Regions from separate parts of the Rattus norvegicus genome. Here region 2 is linked to region 1. The links are chromatin contacts, called in public Hi-C maps. All regions are on one chromosome and are shown on one strand. Each heading gives the region's core, a stretch centred on a gene start, on an enhancer-like site or on the middle of the called end of the contact. The rest is flanking DNA. Distances are from core to core; before and after follow the strand shown. Region 1 overlaps Gramd1c (GRAM domain containing 1C). Region 2 holds the start of Zdhhc23 (zinc finger DHHC-type palmitoyltransferase 23).

What was found. A called contact is a pair of places that touch in the nucleus more often than the background predicts.
Region 2: a contact with region 1 is called in a Hi-C map of hepatocytes, with 13 times the contacts expected there. The contact joins the promoter of Zdhhc23 here to the enhancer-like site in region 1. A contact is called at or near these places in 2 of 12 Hi-C or Micro-C datasets (hepatocytes and liver).

Annotation. Positions count from the first base shown.
Region 1 is chr11:70,190,243-70,194,238 of GRCr8, forward strand. Gramd1c (GRAM domain containing 1C) reads left to right here. Exons shown (of 18, transcript NM_001191826.2): 9 at 1,249-1,411. Among named protein-coding and RNA genes, the nearest start is that of Zdhhc23, 33 kb to the right of the region's middle. Within about 2 kb of position 1,764, at least 4 of the 93 cell types and tissues checked have an H3K27ac peak or open chromatin away from gene starts, as enhancers often do. A contact at or near this core is called in hepatocytes and liver, where this site is marked.
Region 2 is chr11:70,223,425-70,227,064 of GRCr8, forward strand. Zdhhc23 (zinc finger DHHC-type palmitoyltransferase 23) reads left to right here and starts at 2,270. Exons shown (of 4, transcript NM_213627.2): 1 at 2,270-2,527. The coding sequence starts at 2,385. Gramd1c (GRAM domain containing 1C) reads left to right here. Exons shown (of 18, transcript NM_001191826.2): 18 at 1-1,054.

The sequences.
Region 1 (3,996 bases), core at 514-3,013:
TTTGCCTGCACGTATGTCTTTGTGAAGGTGTTGAATCCCCTGGAACCGGAGTTACAGACAGTTTTAAGTCATTATGTGGGTGTTGGGCATCGAACCCAGGACCTCTGGAAGAGCAATCTGTGCACTTAACCACTGAGCCGTCTCTCCATCCCCATTCTTTTTATATAGGTATTTACTGATATTCCTATAATAGGAAATGAAATTTAGTTAGCAAGAAGATACAGCATGATCCTCTGCCTGGCTCTTAGAGGGGTTCTGAGTCCGCTAGGCAAGCATATTGCTCTCTACCATGTAATCCCCAAATATATCAACCCCTGGTTTTGGCTGCTTGAAGTGTCAGTTCTCAGGATACTAACTGGTAGTCTAACTCTTCACTAAGTTGTGTCCTGGGTCCTACTTACCACTCAGCTTCCCGACTGACTGTGTTCTCCCTAGGGCTGAGTATCCCTTCAGATCTAGGTAAGGATTGTCTAGAGCAGAAAAGAGAAGGGCTGATATATGCTTTGTATACCCTTCCATCTCTGGACACACAGACGGGGCAAAGAGGATTTTTTTTTTTTTTGGTATAGTTAATACACACTTTGTACTTACCTTCCTGGTTATAGTTAGTTCTATTTGAATCGTAACATAATAATGGCATTTACATTTAATACCCATCAGTTACTATCTCTGTCCGCTAGTATGTCTGTTACTATAAAATGACTTCTCATTAATCATGCCCAGGAAGTATACTTAATCATATTTTGGTATACTTTAATTCTCTGTCTCTTAGTCTCTTAATGGTAGGACCATCAGGCTTGTTGTGAGGTCAACCTCTTCTCCCCATTGCACCCCTAAATGACTTCTATCTTTTTATGGTCTTTCCATTTCTACTTCAGTCCCTGGTTTTAAGAGAGTGGGCACTGGCTAAGGAAACTAAACTGGGTTTGGTTTCTCCCCTTGTCAGTCCCAAAAGAACTGATTGTTCCAAATTGTCGTCTTCTGCTGTGTCCTTTCCTTTGTGCTCTGACCACTCACATGATGGTAACTTCCTTTGAATCCCTTTTATGCGATGTTCTTCATAGGCCTGCCATTCACCACTGTGTGAGAACACTGCAGAAAGGCCTTCATATCCCGGGTAGCATTCAATCCTAAAAGCAGCATTTCGATCCTGTACTCGTCATATTTAATATTAAACTGCTTGCTGTAAAACCTGTGTTTCAAAACAGTTTTTTTTTTAACCTTTAAACCAAATTGTTTGTCTCTTAGGGATTAGGAAAAGAGGGGTCTCAGAGTGAGAGACACGTGAGAAAAAGTCCTTCCCTAGCTTCAGAAAAGAAGTTAGGCAGAGTGCCCTCCAAGACACTGGACTTGAATAAGAATGAGTACCTTTCTCTGGACAAGAGCAGTACTTCAGATTCTGTGGATGAAGGTAAAGAATTTTAAATCTTAACGAAATTCCAGGCATGTCTTCTAATGTTTACCTTTGTGTTAGGTGTGTGTGTGTGTGTGTGTGTGTGTGTGTGTGTGTGTGTGCATGCAGAGTGAGAATTTGATTGTGGCAGCCTCACATTCAGAGAACCAGAAAAGGAATGAATGTGTGTAGAAAACAGGAGACCAGTTAGTCAGTCTACCCATCTTTATTTCTCTCAAAGCCTGGAGTTTGAAGTCTCAATTAGAGTGACTTAGAATTCCAAGCTTTGAGAACTAGGGAGGAGAGGCATGGTGAAATATCTCAGTGCAAGCAAAAGGACCTGACTTCAACCCCTGGCACCCACATGACAAACCCAGCATTTGTTAGCCATGGTGGCACTGGTCTGCCCTCCCAACATCAGGAAGGCAGGGACAGGCAGATCTTTGGTCTCACTGGCTTGGCAGTCTCTCATAATCAATATGTTCCAGGTCCTACTGAGAGGCAAGACCAGGTCTCAGACAATGAAGGTGTCTGTCTCCTGAGGAAACCACACTGAAGGTTGTCTGGACTTCACAGACACATGAACACATGTATACACACAGAAACAAATGTGCCTGAACACTCATTCTTACATAACACACACACACACACACACACACACACACACACACACACACACACACAGGGCTTTCATGCAATGGACATGGAGCAGTGGTAGTGGAATAGAAATCTCTTACTAGAAAGCCTCTATGCCTCTCCTACAGACGGAGGTAAGATATTCCCATTGTTACTGTATTTAGCCTACCTTTCCTCCACCTATAGAAAAATAAGAAATTGAAGGTTTTGTTTGAACACATGTATGAGTTAGCTGTGCAGAGGCTGGATTGAGGACAAGATCTTTTGACTCCAATCTTCTTTTCACTTAAAGTACTTCCCAAGTTGTTCATTACTACTACTACTACTACTACTAGTACTACTACTACTACTAAAGATAGGTTCTCACTGTGTAGTCTTTTTTTTTTTTCTTTTTTTTTTTTCCCGAACCCAGGGCCTTGCGCTCACTAGGCAAGCGCTCTACCACTGAGCTAAATCCCCAACCCCCACTGTGTAGTCTTGGGTGCAGGCCTGTAACTCACTTTTTAGTTCTTTTGAACTCAGAGCTCCTCCTGTGTCTGCCACTGCTGGGATTAAAGGCACGAGTACCATGTCCAGGACTTCCCAACTTCTTTTTTCTCTTCTTTTTTCCAAAGAGATATCTTCTAGGTGTGGTGGTGCACACCTTTAATCCAAGCCTTTGGGAAGCAGAAGCAGGTGTAACTTTAAGGCTAACTTGGTCTACATAATGAGTTCTAGACTAGCCAAGGTAGATAGTGACATCCTGCCTCAACCAATTAAACAAACAAACAAACAAACAGCCATCTTAACAAAGACTTAACATATATACACAGTATATATGTATATATACAATTATGAAGACAATTAGTCACATTCTGAGATAAATATTAATTTGAATTACTGTGTGACTTCCAAAGGAAGTAAAAATGTCTAGAAAGCAACCCTGTTTAGAAGATTAGCTTGTTGATGTTACTTAAAGATTACTATTTCACTCCATATGGGTGACATTACATGCTTTTGATTTTGGTTATCTAGAATATTTTTGAGAAATATTTAGAGATAACTTTGAAGGCAGAAGCATGAGCATACCTTCACAATCGCTTCTGAACTCTTTTATTAGAGCCAATGTATATTGAAAATTTTTAAATTTAAACTTATTTTCAAATCACTTAAATTTTTTTATCCATTTATTCTCTCATTATTACATCCAGATCACATTTCCCTTCCCCTCCTCCCCGCCCTCCCCTCCACATCCCCCTTTACCATCCACGTCTCCGTGTCTCTTCAGAAAAGGGCAGGCCTTCCAGGGATATCAGTTGAACATGGCATATCGAGTTGCAGTCAGACTAGGCACAGACCTCATATCAAGGCTGGATGAGGCAACCCAGTAGGAGGACAAGGTTCCCAAGAAACAGCCCTCCCTCCCTCTGTTCAGAGGCCCACAAAAGCACCAAGCTACACAACTATAATCAAGTCACTTTTAAAGGAACATTCTACAGTTGAAAAAAAATTTTGACAAATAAAAACTGCTAATACAATTCTACATGACATTTAAATATTCTACACGGTATCTAAAATAGCTTATGGGGCCAGCAAGGTGGCTCAGTGGGTAAGGTGCTTGCTATGCAGCCAAAGAGCTTGAGTTCAGTCCCTGGAGTCCACACAACGGGAGGAGAAAACTGACTCCTGCAAATTGCCCTTTGAACCCTGTATGTGTGTGATAGCTCATATACCCTCCCCCACACTAAATAAGGAAATATAAAAAGTAAGATAAATTATTTGGTTTCAGAAGACCAACATGTAGCTAGACTCCAGCGATGATGAATAATCAGAGTCTTTACCTTCTTTCGGTGTCAAGGGTATCGAATGTGCTGCACTCCGGATGCTGCCTTCGCTGCACGCTCGCTATTGTTGCACAGGCTCCACAGAGAGTCTCCTTCCTGATATCCCTACCGTCATAAAATAGGGAAGGACAAAAACGAAGCAAA
Region 2 (3,640 bases), core at 1,020-3,519, 34 kb after region 1:
AATGTGTGTATATGTATATATGTATGTAGGTACATATTTATATCTACCAAAGGTGAGATTACCCTTCATACATCCAAAAGACTGAATAGTAATTTAGGAGAAGGAAGTATTCGAGTTATTAATGCTCAGAATGAACTACTTTTAGTTTTAGAAGCCATAAGATTATTATAAAGTCTGGGCATTTCATGATGGATCAAATGAGACCATGAATTATGCTTGGATTCACCTTAGGAGGGCCCATAATGGAAGTGACCCATGCCATGGAAAAGAATTGATGGCTTTTCAGTAGCAGCTACATACAGCTTCATTCTTTATTCTTCATTCTGTGTGTAGCTTGTCTTGCTGGCAATCAGAAGATAGACAGACAGATACTCGCACTCGCCAGTAAAGACTGGGGGACGTGCGTGCTGACTGAAGTTGAGAGGCACAAGCTTGGGCTCTCAGGACAGCTGCTTAGGCATTTGTGAAAAGAAGGACTCTGTGACCAGACTTGAAATTAGCTCCGTCCCCCAGGATTTAGGGAATGTTCAGGACATATTTATTTATTGTTTTGTTCTCTAGAGGTCTTTCTAGAACACGCACATATATTTATTCTTATTGAATATCCATTGTCTTTAAGTCAATGTTGCCTTTCCCTCAGGTCACCAAAGCCAAATGTCATTGTTAACAACGCTTTTGCGAAGCCTGTAGGGAATAAAAATACTGGCTAAAGGGAAGGGTTTCTCTTCACAAGTCCTATCTACTCTCCCTGGGGAAGGGGGCTTCAGAGTAATACCTCCTGTTCCGTTTTGTCTTGTTTTGTTTTGTTTGTTTAGGAACATAGGAAGTATCTGGCTGTATGTTAGAGTGAGTGGATTAGAAACTTCAAATTGTTACATTTAGAAAAATGTTAACTGTCAGAGTGAATGTTTTTGTTGTTTCTCTCAGACTACTTTATCACATACCTCAAAGGTTACCAACGTTGCTTTGTAGATAAAACACTAAATATGTATGTAGAATTAAGATCTTAATCTGTTATATATAGATTGACTTCAATAAAACCCAAAATGTCTAAGTTGCTGTTCTTCTGTTTCTGCTTAAAAACCAAACCAAACCAAACCTAGAAAGCCTGGGGTAGGGAAAACCTGTACGTAGGCCCACAGTTCTCACAGATTTGTGCAGCGACGAAACCCTAGAGAGGACTCTCTTGGGCAATTTCATTGCAAATGCGCAGACTACTGAATCAAAAGTACCACAGAGGCCTGGCTGGAAGGCAGCCCCAGCCACCAGGACTCGCGAGCATGCACAAGTTGGATAAGCCGGGCTTGGGAGCTACAGCGGGCCTCTGGGGAAGGTGGGTGACTCGTGGGGTGGCACCCCTTAACGCGGCGACGGTGCGGATCGAACCCAACGCCTGTTGCCGGCGCCGGAGGCCGGCGAACTCAGGCGGCGCGCGAACGCCCGGGTCTGATCCGGCGCCACAGCAGCACCCCGGCAGCACCCCGAGGGCCCGGCGCAGGTGCCCGGTGGCCCGGCCAGAGCGCGACGGGGGAGGGGCCTCGTGGGCAGGCGGCGCACGTGCGGGCGGCGGGATCCCGGCGCCGGGGGCGGGGCACCCGGAAGCGCGCGCCGACCTGCGGAGCGGAGACCCGGGGCGACTGGCTCGCTCGGCAGGCGCGCGCACCGCCGGTGCTCACAGGTGGGCGACTCCGCCCGGCGCGCCCGAGCCCTCCGTGCAAGGTCGGAGGCGCAACCGCGCCGAGGGGAGCCGGTCCTCCTCCCGGTCCCCGCCTCTGTCGGAGGGCAGGTAACTTCCCCGCCAAGGTCATTCTCCAGGCCCGCCCACGCCCTCGGAGCGGCGGGTTCCGAGTGGGCTGGACGGCGACCTCGGGGCTGCTGGGGCTCCTGGTATCCCCGGGCCGGTGGGTGGTTGCAGCGCCCGGGGCGTCGCTGCCGGCACCTGCGAGGGTGAGTTTCCACGACGCGCAGCTTTGGGGTGGGGACCGCCCGGCCCTTCCAAGCTCGCACCCGCAGGTGAACTGGGCCGCTCTAGCTCTGCTGTCCCGGGCCGCGTGGTCGGCTGTCGCCATGGGAACGGCTGGTACCCAGATGTGGCAAGCCTAGCTGGGAAGGGGAGGAGAAGATGGTCGGAACCCCAGAAGTCAAGGAGCCCCCTTTCAGGCCACGAGGAGCCCGAAAAGCCTGATGAAAACAGGACCCCTCCCCCCTTTTCTTTTTTCTTTCTTTCTTTCTTTTTTTTTTTTTTTATTGCTCAGGCGTTGGCGTTAATGAGAAGTGAAGATGTGTTTACAGGATGTGAGTTGAGTTCTCTCCACCTTTACCTTCCGAGAGCTGCTTCTTATGCCTCATGGTGACAGGTACAAATCTTTACGCTAAAAGGCAATATGAAGCCAGTAAAAAAAAAGAAAACCGAAGAGCCTGAATTGGAGCCCCTGTGTTGCTGTGAGTACATAGATCGAAATGGGGAAAAGAACCACGTGGCTGCCTGTTTGTGTGATTGTCAGGACCTCGATGAAGGCTGTGACAGGTAAGCTTACAGTTTCCAGATGCTAACCCCACTGGTTCTGTTCAGACCTCCATATATCCTTTCAGGTATGCCATCCAGAATGCTGAGTTTTGCTTTTGCTATTCCAAAGGATCTAAAATAGAGAATTGTGTTTGCTGTCAGGTGTGAGGGTTCAGTTTATGAGGACTTCAACAGTTTTCATTTTCAACGATGATGACGGGGGTAGGAGGTGCGGATAGTAGACAGATTAAATGTATTAAAGAACACAGTCCAGCACAAACTGCAGGTTTAAATGAACATTCCAGAAAGTTCTTATATTCTCTGTGATCTTAGTAGATAGAGCCCAGGCATGGGTCATTCCCACTTGGTCACATGGGGCCTGGAGGGTGAAAGATGGCTTTTCTGCTCTCAGCTTACCCCTTGTTTCTGGGAAGAGAGGCCGTGTACACCCTGTAGAGAGTGACTGTTTATATGTGGGCAGCAATACTGTCCTGATTGTAACATTGCCTAATCTTTGACCTTTTCTTTCACCACAATCTCATCGATGGAAATTGCTATCTAAAAAGAAGAGTTTTTAGCATCAGTTAAAAACATTTTGTATCAAGTAGCAATAGACTGGTTTTAGCCATTTTTCTAAATATATATTTTTAAATGCCTGCTTATGGAAGGCGGTAATGTGAGAGGAAGAGGGATGTTGGAGACGAGCTTTTCCCAGAAACTGTCCCTTCTGCTTACAAAGTCACTGTCAGTATAGATTGTTAGGCCAAGAAAAGCTTTGCATGGAGACCACTGCAGTCTTCTGTCACACTTGACTCTTAAAGCTCATGTCCACGTTGTTCCTTGTGTAAATAGGAAGCCTTAGATATGGCTTCTTTAGACTTAGTCTAGGATTCACACTGAGGGAATTAGAGCCCTTTGCGCTGAGGAACGGAGGAAGGGTGCCGTGTCCACAGTGACTGTCACTTAGGACTGCAGCTTTGCCGTTAGCTCTGCTGACTCTTCCTCTCTGCTAGCCCTTGGGGCCTGGGCTGGCCCCTGAGTTCTCTCCTCTGGCTGATTGCCTTTTTCTGGAGGCAGGCTTCCGTGTGTCCACCACCCTGCTGCTCTGTGACTCCAGGTGATATCTCCGACTCA